2 separate regions of the Gossypium hirsutum genome follow, and region 2 is linked to region 1. The links are chromatin contacts, called in public Hi-C maps. All regions are on one chromosome and are shown on one strand. Each heading gives the region's core, a stretch centred on a gene start, on an enhancer-like site or on the middle of the called end of the contact. The rest is flanking DNA. Distances are from core to core; before and after follow the strand shown.

Region 1 (6,003 bases), core at 2,452-4,951:
TAGTGATCTCGAACCACTGTTTCCGACACCACTAAAACTCAGGCTGTTACATATTACATGCATAAGCAAGACTAAAAACCGTGCTACAAGAGCAGACAAAAACTTTTAAAACTAAAAACTTATTAAATAATAGAAAAAAACAAAAAAAAATATAAAACTTAAGGCAACATGAGTCCAAATTGACTCGTGAAATCATTTATTATTTTGAAATATTCTCAAAATATAAACAAATTAAGAAACTGATGAAAAGCCACCCACTTTCCAAGAAAATACTGGTGACCGGTGGAGTTTTAGCGAACAACAAGCATCATCATCTATCCATCATAACTAGTGAAGACAACAAAGATACCAACAAAATAGATCTGCAAATTGAAAAAAAGAGAAGGCATGTCGAATGAATGAGAAGAATAAAGAAAGAAAGAGTTTGTGGGAGGGGAAAAAAACAGACAATAGCTAGCCCGGAGGCTGGCACCGCCGTTGAGCAAAACAAAAGATAACAAACAAACGTATAACAACCCATTTTTTAGTGGTGATGAAACAATGGTTTCAGGATCATAAATTTCCATTGTGTAGGGTAGTATTAAAATTTGGTTAAGAAATTCTAACGTTTAGATAGCTAATTAAAGAAAAAAGGACTAAATTGAAAAAGATGCAAAACTTAGTAATTATTACCTTTAGATGATCAAATAGCTTAATTACTATATGAGGAAGGACCTATGTAGTAATTAGCCCTAGTTGATAGTGTTAGACGACAATTGAAATGAAAATGATAAAATAATATATGTTTAATGGCAAAATTGTAAATAAATCAAACTTAAATAAAACAAATTGAAAGAAATAGACATTTCTTCTTCATTTTTCTTCATCCTTTGCCGAAAAACCATGAAAGCAAACCTTGGATAATCGGCCAAGTTCAATACATTGCATGTAAGTGAAATTGATACCCGTTTCTTATAATTTTTACGTTTTTGAGATCATTGTAACTAGGTCTAGCTAGCTCATACCTCTGTTTTTGAATCTGTTAAAAATTTTAGAAGTTTCTACTGATGAATCTTGAATGTTTTTTTATGATAATTATGTGTTTGAAGCTTTGATTGTGATATTTGGTTGTTTTGTGAAGTGATTTTTATTAGATTTTGATTTAAGGATTAAATTGTTAAAATATCAAAATTTCAAGGTTTATTGGTGAATAAGAGGTGTTTTGTGGACTTTTTAGAAGTCTCGAATATTCTTCTATAAATTTTGACTTGAGAAAATGGTTAATTTGATAATTTTTGGGTTAAAGGACTAAATTGCAAAACTTGTAAAAGTTAGGACAATTGTGTAATTTTGAAAAATAAAAGGGTATAAAATGTAGAATAAATTGGAATATGAAATGTAAGCTAATAATTGAGAATTTTATATTTTAGAGCAAGTTACTATTGATTTTTGTGGAAAAAAGAAAATAGCGGAATAATTCATGAACTTCTGCAACTATTACAACTCAGTCCAGGTAAGTTTGTACGAATTTTAATTTAATATCTATATGAAATTTACGATGACATGATATGAAATAGTGGATATAAATTATTCTATTGATGTTGTAAGTTGTTTGGGAAAATGTTGTTGATATCAATAATTGGGCCGAATGAAAGCGAGATAGAGTACAACTGAATGATGGCATGTTATGCGAGGTTGAAGTGGAGATTGATGTGGAGAGCTTTATATATTTTTCCTAAGTATACCGAAGTTCAACATTTGTTGCGAACTCTCGTGTTATACTATCCTGATTTGGCGTGTTATGGGAGCGGATATATAACTTGGGGGCTAGGCACTTACTGCCGTGGCGTGTTATCGATTGGATTAGCTCTTATGAGCATTTGACGTGTTATTGGGTAGATTAGCTCTTATGAGCAGTTGGCGTGTTTCGGTTGGATTACTTGTGTAGTCATATCTGTAAGTCATTCATTAGGTCGTAAATCGTTGTATTGTAACTTATTTAATGATTTTGAATGGCATGACATGTATTTGACATCTTGAATTAACTCGTTGTAGACATATATATTTTCCCAGAAATTATTATTTGAGCTTTGAATTGAATTATGCAATTCACCGGTTTGACATTGTAGATGATAGTAAACACTTGTTATTGAATTATTTTTTATTGAATTGTTATATTTACTTTGATAAGATTTATTGTTTCTGTACGTCGAACTTACTAAACTTCAATAAGCTTACTTGTGTTAATTTATGTTTCTTGTAGACACTTTTGAAGGTTGGACGATCAAATCAGCACTCAAGTCACACTATTCATCCAATTTTGGTAGCTTTTGAACATTTGTTTTGGCATGTATATATATAAAGAATGAGCTTAAGTGTAAGTAGACAACTTATTGTGATATATGTGAATGAAGGAAGATGTCTTTGGTACAAATTTATTGCATATGTTTGATTAATAAGTTATTTTGCATTGTTATGAACTGAGATGCCTATGATAGACATAATGGTTAGAAGTTTAAGTTGTGTGAATTTGTATGTCTTGGTTGATGATTTGTATCGTGGTATAACTGTGTATACTTGTGGTACCAATGAGGGTACATTGGTTAAGCACTTTAGATGGTTGAATTAGTATGAATTGAGCTTGTTTAATGGCATTTTGAATGACCCTAATGGTTGGTATATGGATTACTTAGAGTCCAAGAAAACTTGAAATGGTAAAATTGATGTTTAAGGTTTATTTAGGTGAACACGGCTTGGGACACGGGCTACCACACGCCGTGTGCCACCACAGCCATGTGATTTAAGTCAGTGTGTTACATGGCCTCCGACATGACCATGTGTCCTAAGTCAGAGAGTTACACAGACTGGCACACAGCTTGCGACACGACCGTGTGACCCAACTCAATGAGTTATACGGGCAGAGACACGGGCTAGGACACGACTGTGTGTCCCAACTTTGAAAGTTACATGGCCTGGGGCATTCCACACGGTTGTGTGTCTCCTGTTTTTGAATTTTTTCATATTTTCCTGAAATTTTCTAATTTGTTTCAAATTAGTCCCTAAAGGTTTTAAGATTAATTCTTTAGTCCCTAAAGCTCGATTTAAGCCTCGTAGATGTAAGATATTTTTATAAATCAATTGGTTTATGGTATTTGAAAAATTATATTGAAATAATTATGATTTTACTTGTTTATTGTTGTTAACTTGCTGTAGCATTCTTGTAACCCTATTCTAGTGATAGATATAGGTTAAGGGTGTTACAAAGGAGAAAAAAGAAAAAAGTTTTTATGGTTTAAAAATGTACGATAAATTAAATTTATTTATTATTATTTTTAAACATTAATCTTATTATAAGTTTTCTTATACAATACTTAAAACTATCTATAGCCTCTTCCCAACTCTTAATAGGAGGATAATGCATTTTAACGCTTTCAAACTCACATCTCTTTACACGAATAATAATATCGATTACAATTGAACTAAGGCTAATAATAATATAGATTACAATTTAACTAAGGCTACATCGTGACTTATTTATTTATTTATTTTTAAATGGAACAGAAGGAAAAACCGGTAAATAAATCCAAATGGCTATTATTTGTAAGTCTGTGAAAGTAATCAGTGTTTTTTCAACAGTCTCAGACAAATAAAATACTTTCCTTAATTATACCTTTTTTTATTTATAATTTTTTTACAATTAAGATTTATTACAAATTTGTCTCCCATTCCTTCGCCAACGTTAAAATACCGTCGCTCTCTCTCTCTCGCTCTCGTTATTTGCCTTTTTTGTCTCTCTCTCCTTCTCCGATCATTTCCCCAGATCCATACCTCCGGTCGCTCCGATACTTCCCTAAAAAACCCTAATTTCTCCGATCTCTCCTTCTAAAACCCTACTCTCAGATCTAAACTTAATTATCTTCTTACATCCACAGATCCGACCTCTCCTTTTCTTTCCGATATCAGGTACTTAATTTCCTTTTTTATTCTTCTCAATTTTATTACATTCGATCTTAGTTTCTTTTATATGTTAATTTGCGATTACTATTACTGTGTATCTTTTAGAATTTTTGAAGAATTGTTGTTTTTGTTGTTTTGGTTTGTGTAGATTTGATCGTGTTGCAAAATATATAGACGGTTATTGAAAGAGGGGATTAGAATTTGTTTCTGATTAATTATGGCAGCTCCTGTGCCTCCAGGGGCACCTAGACCCGGCGCCAATTCACAACCACCACCACCACGAAATGTTAATCCTAATTATCAAACCAATCCCAATTCGTTAGCTGATAACATGCAGAATTTGAACCTAAATCGGCCAGTTTCAATGCCCAATTCTGGTCCTAGGCCCTCCCCTTTTGGTCAACAACCTCCCTTTCCTCAATCTGGAGGTTCAGCTGGATTCCCCGGTGCCTTGCCGCCAATGGCACGGCCTGGTCCGCCACCTGGTATGATGGGAAGACCTGCAGTGCCTCCTACTGGACCACCACAATCTGCTTTACCTGCAAATGTACCCCCAGGGAGACCCCTTGGTCAACCTTCTGGTCACTCTTCCCCTTTTGGGTCTAGACCTCCTCCTGGTTCTTTGTCTTCTTCAACAGGTGGTGCTGTTCTACCTTCTAGCGCTTTCCCATCTTCAGGTGCACCTAGCGGTGGAGTTGCACCACCAATGCCAGGTGCTCGCCCGAATGTTTTTATGTCATCTCCACCTTTGACTGGTCCAGCTGCGCCCCTCTCTCGTGCACCTGCTGGTCCTTTGAGTAATGGGCCTCCAGCAATTGTTTCGGGAGCTTTGCCTGGTGCATCCCAGTTTCCTCTTGCTCCAAGTGCTTCACAACCTCCTGTTGGACCTCCACTAACTATGATGTCAGCTAGGGCTCCTGCTCAGGCTCCAACCATGCGTTCTGTTTTGGGAAGTCCAGCTGTTACTTCCCCACCAGTTCAACCAATGCCTTCAGCATCACCATTTTCAGCTGTGCCTCAAGCTAGACCACCACCTCCAGGTTCTCCTTATGGACCACAGACTTGGCCGATGCAGCCTCAGCAGGTTAGTACTACAATCTTTACAGTTTATGCTTTCAGAATTCTTCCCATAAAGAAATGTAAACAACTGGAGTATATCATTGATTTTATTGTTGTTGAGTTGGTCATTTAGCAATCTGTATAAGGTGTACAAGGTCTTTGATTTCCTTTCTTTTCATAATGCATTTAGTAACTAAAATTTTATCTGCACCTCTTTGATGTTTGGAATTTTTGGCATTATATTAGTAGCTGTTAATTTGAAGAAAATCTAAAGCAATATAGAAATGAAGAAAGATTTTAGTAAACTTATAATGGAAGAATGAAAATTGATGGATGTGGTTTACTTTTCTACAATTAAATTGTTTATGCCTTGTAAATTGCTTTACAGTATATAGCTATGTTGTTCAAACTTTTTCTTTCTAATTATTATTTTCAACATCTCATCCATTCAGTATTCATCCAAAAAGATATTGTTTTCATTGAACCATCATAAATATTGGATTGGCTTGAGAATTGACGTGCAGATATAATATGAGGTTCTGTAGCCAATTGCTGAAAGTTAAATTGTGCAGAAACTTACAGAACTGTGCAAAAATTAGGCATTCTGTTACTGTATAACCAATGGCATTTGCATAATAACAAAACCAATTGGAAATTGGTTATTGAACTTCACTAATTACATTGAATTTTATCAATTGGCATATGAAATTTTGGTGTTGGTGGATATTTAAAACCTTTGAGCCAGGTTTATGAAGTTGCTTGGAAATGGAAACCATTTTAAGGCATTCTATATGAGGTGCAGGAAATTCTAAGTACAGGATGTTTTGGCTTGGTAAGTGGTGTTTGGAAGTTGTTCACTCCCATCACTAATTAGATTCTGAATTTTTTGAATTGTTTTAGGGAGCCCAGGCTCCTCCTATTCCTGGATCTACTCAAGCACAACCTCCAAGAATGTTTGGAATGCCACAACCACCTACAAATCAAGCTATGACTACCATTCCACCTGCT
Region 2 (6,003 bases), core at 2,601-5,100, 130 kb before region 1:
GAATAGTTAAATTATCTTTTTGTAATATTTTATTATTGTTATTAATAATTAAGTAATCATTTTTGTAATTTTTAATAATTAAGTGAATAAAACAATTTATTTGAGAAATAATAATAACAAAAACAAATAGCAAGCATGCGTAAAGTAAAATAAAACCTGCTAGTGTTGTATAAATAAATTATCCCATTTTTGTCTTCTTCTTAAAGCTTCCCACGACCAAACAAATTGTTCATAGAAAATGCAGATATTTTTTTAATGTAACAATAGTTAAATATTGATTGATTTTTATAATATTAAATGTTGGTTTGATTGATAAAAAACCAAATTAACCACACGTGGTTAGATGGAAGGAAAAGAGAAAACATAAAATAATGATTTTATACAAATGAGGACAAAGATTGGACATTATTGAGCAAGCAACTTAGGTTTATGTCACAGTCTGGAGACTAATATATGAATATCCATCCAGCTGTATGTATTTGGACTGTATCCGTATTCAATACGAATATATACACAGCCATGAATCCAGAGAAAGAATATATCTTATTGATATACTGTCTTTTTCAACAAGCTTTAACTATGACTTGCAGGAATTTCTATCAACATGTACAACAAAACATTAGGGAAAATTTTATTCTTCTTCCACACAACTTTATGTCCTTGATCAAGATTCCTTCCCATGTATAAAGGCAGGCATAGGATGGAAAGTAAGTTATCATGCTTTAATTAAAAACATATTTCTTTAAGCTAATATTTGATGCATTGTAGGGTTTATAATTTTATCTACTCAATAAACTAAAAAATAACATGATATCTTCTCTTTTTTTTAAAAAAAAATTTAATCTACTTAATTTTATTTTAGATCTTATTAAGAATTTTATTTTGAATGATACGTTATTATTTAATAGGTTTTAAAGTGATAACTATAAGAATATATGCTTCCCAACAATCTCTTGGCTTAGCAATAAGAGCATTTGTGTTGTGACATGAGAGCTTGGGTTCAATCCCTAACAACCTCACCCCTAATCCTAATTATAATATATATATATAAAAGAATATATGGTTAAACAATTTGAAAACAAAGATTATTTATTTGACCCTCCAATTTTATAGAAAAATATATTTTAGTTTTTTATTTAATTTTTTGTCTCTTTTAACCCTTAAACATGCATTGTTTGTCAAATCACACCCAAAATACACCGAAAAATTAGTATCTGTTAACTTTACTGATGTGGCATCCATGTGCCTACCATTTAAAAATAATTTTTATACTTTTCAATAATGTTAATAATTTCTTAATATTTTTTAATATTTTTAAAATTTTAAATATTAAAAAATTGATTAATTACTAACATAATATTTACGTGACAATTTATGTGTATACCATTGAAAAAGACAAAAAATTAAATAGAAAGTTAAAATAATTTTTATTATAAAGTTGAAGGGAAAAATAAATTATTATTCGATTTTAGCACTTAATTTATTTTCCCCTTTTGAAGGAGCAATTTTCCCCCTTTCTTGACCTCTAAAGGTTCAAATTTTATAGATGAAAAAGATGGCCTAGTGTTCCAAAAAGCATGAGACGAAAAGGGGTTCCCAAAAAAAAAGAGAGCATAGATTCAAACACTAATTCCTAAAATGTAGCCATGAGTCAACGGGCAACTTTGATGGTAAATTTCATTTGATATAAATGAAAGTAGTTAAGTTAATCGGGTTAAAGCATTTAATATCTTTTAGTTTAAGAAATATGTATATAAGGGTATTGGTTGTTTATTGGTTGGAATTAGTATATTTATAATTAGTTGTAATGATTAATTTTTTTGTCGTGAGTCTTCTTTAAAAAGATAAACGATTAGTTATTAACTGTAAAGATCAAACCCCAATTTTATCACTAAAAGATTAAATGAAGAACGATTATGTTAAATCATCATCTATTTTAAACTTAAACAATCCATCAATTTTGATTGGGATGTAAAGGGGAAGCAGGCCATGTGATGAGAAAGGGATACATTTCCTTGTGGGTGAAGATTTGAAAAATCATATTGCTTGAATTTATTTTTCAGAAAACATTATTATTAAGTTAGAATTCTTGTGATAACGATGAAAAGGGTAGAAAAAAAAAAGAGGGAAAAATGTGAGACAACCAAATGACAATGAAGATAAAGGCGAAAGGTAGCGATAAATGTGTGACAGAATTGATTACAAAAACAACGAAACATGTAACCATCACATGCTTTTTTGGGCTACACATGGTCGAGGGTCAAATAGTTTGCTAGGAAACAAATATTGGGTGCCCTTTCCATTTATCACCAGCCAACACTACATTTCTTGCCTAAATGGGTCGTCAATTTTTTTTTTGTACTTTTTCTTTACCCATTTATCAAATGGATTAATCTTGAGTTTGTTTAAACTTGTTGCTTTAGCTTTGCATCTAAATTGATTGCCATTGAGATATACACACTTAAACTAGATGCATTCAATGCGTAAGAAGGGATTAGAACTTGGATTTTACCTTCAAAAGGTGTTCACGATTCTTCAATATTTTGGCAGCACCAACAAGCATTGCAACATGTGCATCATGGCCACAAGCATGCATTTTTCCGGCAACTTTGCTTTTATGCTCCCATTCTACAGCTTCCTAAAATTAAATTACTCCACATAAGTGAAAAGAGGGCATGGCAATTTTCCTAAATTATTTAGATATATAAAAAAAATCAAATTATATACTTGGAGGGTTCAATGGGGGACCACTAGCCTACAAGTCTTTAAGATTACTTAGAATTTCCAAGTACAAAATTGAATTTCGAAGTACAAAATTGAATTTATTTTAAGATCTTTTATTATTATGTTAAGATAATGTTATTATTGAAAACTGTACATTCTATTTTTTGTCTTATTTAATTTAAAAGTACATTTCTTGTCCTCATGTTATCAAAAAAAAATGTAAAATAAAATTAAAACATATCCAACCTACGAAAATAAATTCATACACAAAAATCTTAAACTAAAATCCTCAAACTTTCTGAACTAACAAAGTCCAAATTAAATAAATGAATACAATGATCATGAACCACCTACCGGAAGTAAGAACCCTTTACACGTATACATGTATGTCTACGTATGTGTGTATGTACAAGTATACAGTATATAGTTATAAAATACATAGATGTATACAAATATAAAAATTAAAAAAGAAGAGAAGGAACCTAAGTATATGTACCTGTATAGGAAGGGCATCCATGTCAGCTCGGATGGCAACAAAGGGCGGGCCACCGGTTCCAATCCAAGCCCGAATACCCGTTTTGGCTAAAGGGTACCTATATTCAATATCCATACGGTCCAACTCGGATCGAACGAGTTTACTGGTTTCGTACTCTTCAAAAGCTAGCTCAGGGTTCTCATGTATCTTCCTTCTCAACCCTTTAATCCACTCGACGTTGTCGGGCTTCCGGGCCAGGCCCAACACCTCCTCAGAGCAGGTCACATCCCATACGTAGCAGAAGCTGGATGATCTCAGAGACGACGTCGTTTGGTTCTTACCGGAGTTTAAGGAAGCCTTGGGATTGGTGGAAGAAGATATAGCGTTGAAAAAAGTGGTGTATTGATTACCCGACGAAGAAGAATAAGAAGACGAAGAAGTTATGGAGTTAACAAAAACAAGAAAATTGTTAGCCAAAAAGGGAATAAAGATTAAGCTTAAAACCAAAACATATGATTTTAGAGAATACATGTTTGGAGAGACCGAAAAGAAAATGAATGGAGAAAGAATGGATAGCCAGAGATTTTTTTAAAAAGAGAAGAGGGACAGAAACGAGAGAGAGAATTAAGCATGTGGTTTAAGAGAAATAGTCACGTGGGAGAATATGGATGTAAGAAATTAAATATGTAGAGTTGGTTGATTAAGGCATCGAAATGCAGCAGTGTTTGGGCCCACCACTTTGCGTAGCGGTTTCCAATGAGACAGATTGACGCACTGCCTTTGAATTTGATACTCATTTTCTCTCTCTCAATTTTACCTCTTTAATAACACCTTTCCTTGCAATATTGTATATTGTTCTATTAGTAAAAGGTGTTCGTCATCTAACATGTAATTTAAGTTTGAGTTTGAATTGTGCTAATCGTGTTATTATTAGAATTTTATTCTCTTCTTATAATTTATCAAAAAAAAACTTTATCTTGGTATGTTCAATTCATTGTGATTCTTTTTGTTCTAATTGTTAATGTGTTTTTCTTATAATTAATAAGTTAATACACAAAACCAAAAAACAAAAAAAAGAAAAATTATTTTTGTGTATATATTTTTTTTACTTTTCATCTATATAAGAAAGTAACTATTCTACTAATTATCAAGGGAATCACTTCCATTACTTGTCGAAAAGTGTTGGGGATAAACTCGATTAAGCAACGAACAATCTAAATATTGAATAAAATTGAAAAGATCGAACACAAATATTTATGTGAAAAATCCCTCTAAAAAGGATTAAAAAACTACGGGCAAATATAAATTCACTATAACGGCAAATATAAATTCACTATAACTTGTTTTTAGGAAATGTAAAGATGTCCTAGGTATTTTGTCTTCAGTATCGCGATATCCAAAGCTCGATATCTCGATACTAGCCTATTGTTGCAATATCCGACCTCCAATGTTGTGATATTGAAGGAGGGGAGACCCAAGTGGGTATTTTGTCTTCGGTACCGCGACACTAGCATCTTGATGTCGCAACATTGGTTCAATGTCGCGATACACATATCCTAGTGTCATGAAATTGACCTTGTTTGCCCTGTTTTGCCTCGATTAAGACCCGAACAACCTCAGACTGTAACCAAAATTTAAAGTAAGCTTAAAAATGACTTAAATATCTTCAAATGAGTATATTATATTAAATTTAATTCTTGATATTGATGCTTGAGTTAAATTAGATTCAGTGTCCATAGGTGACATCTCTTGCTCAAAATGTGTAACAAACTGTTTTCCAATGATGTTGAAAACAATGGTTTTGAGACTACAATTTCAACGTGTGAGACTGTAAATAATAAATAATAATATTTACGAGTCAAATATAGTGTTATATTAAAATTTGATATGGTAATCTTTGTTAATTGAACAGTTAGTTAAAGTATAAGTGGTTTGACCCTAAACTTAGTGGCTTTGAAAATTGAGGTATCGAGAACTCGTTTCCACAATCTAAGCCCATAAATATTTTTATTAAATATTTACAAAGTGGTTATATAGGTGGTTTGAGTTTTTGTCCAAAAATTTTAGTGATTGGATGGTTAATTAAGATATAAAGTCTAAATCGTAAAAACTATAAAAGTTAACTATTATTGATTGTTTTTTGTTAAAAGATTTAATTAGAGATTGTTAAGGGGTTTAAGTGGTAATTCAAACACAATCCTTTTAGTGGACGGTTAATGTTTAGCTTTTTGTTGAATTTAAATGTTAAAATAAAAATTAAATTATAATAAAACATAAAATAAAGGAAATCATCATCATCATTTTGCTCCACCACCAAGCCTTTTTTTAATAAATTTTATGTTTTTGAAATTATTACAACTTAATTTAGCTACCCCAAATATTAAATCATAAAACTGTTAAAGTTTTAAAAGTTTTTCATTGATAGTTTTTTATGTTCAATAGCTTGCTTGTAAGTTTAGAAATGATTAATGACTAATTTGTAAAGTGAATTTAATCAGTTTTGAGTTTAGAGACTAAAATGAAAATATTTTGGATTTGACATGAAATTTTGTAATTACTATTTCTGTAGGGTTAAACAAGGGTGAACTTCAAAATAGATATTATAGTTTTGATTTTAAGGACTAAATTGAAGAAAATGCAAAACTTTAGGTTAATTACGGAAAGATAAAGTAAGAAGTCATATACATGAAATAAGATGTTATAAGGTATTTAGAATTGATAAATTGAAATAAATTATTGTATAGATTAAGATTCAGATCAACCGGTAGGATAATAAATAAAAAAAGGAGAAAAATGAATACACT

What was found. A called contact is a pair of places that touch in the nucleus more often than the background predicts.
Region 2: a contact with region 1 is called in a Hi-C map of leaf, with 2.1 times the contacts expected there. The contact joins the promoter of LOC107962526 here to the promoter of LOC107962524 in region 1. A contact is called at or near these places in 15 of 34 Hi-C or Micro-C datasets (anther, callus, hypocotyl and 3 more).

Annotation. Positions count from the first base shown.
Region 1 is chrA06:7,591,856-7,597,858 of Gossypium_hirsutum_v2.1, reverse strand. LOC107962524 (protein transport protein Sec24-like At4g32640) reads left to right here and starts at 3,701. Exons shown (of 25, transcript XM_016898942.2): 1 at 3,701-3,942; 2 at 4,085-5,020; 3 at 5,896-6,003. The coding sequence starts at 4,154.
Region 2 is chrA06:7,723,209-7,729,211 of Gossypium_hirsutum_v2.1, reverse strand. It overlaps LOC107962526 (IAA-amino acid hydrolase ILR1-like 6), which reads right to left and starts at 3,850. Exons shown (of 5, transcript XM_016898944.2): 1 at 3,221-3,850; 2 at 2,513-2,638. The coding sequence starts at 3,730.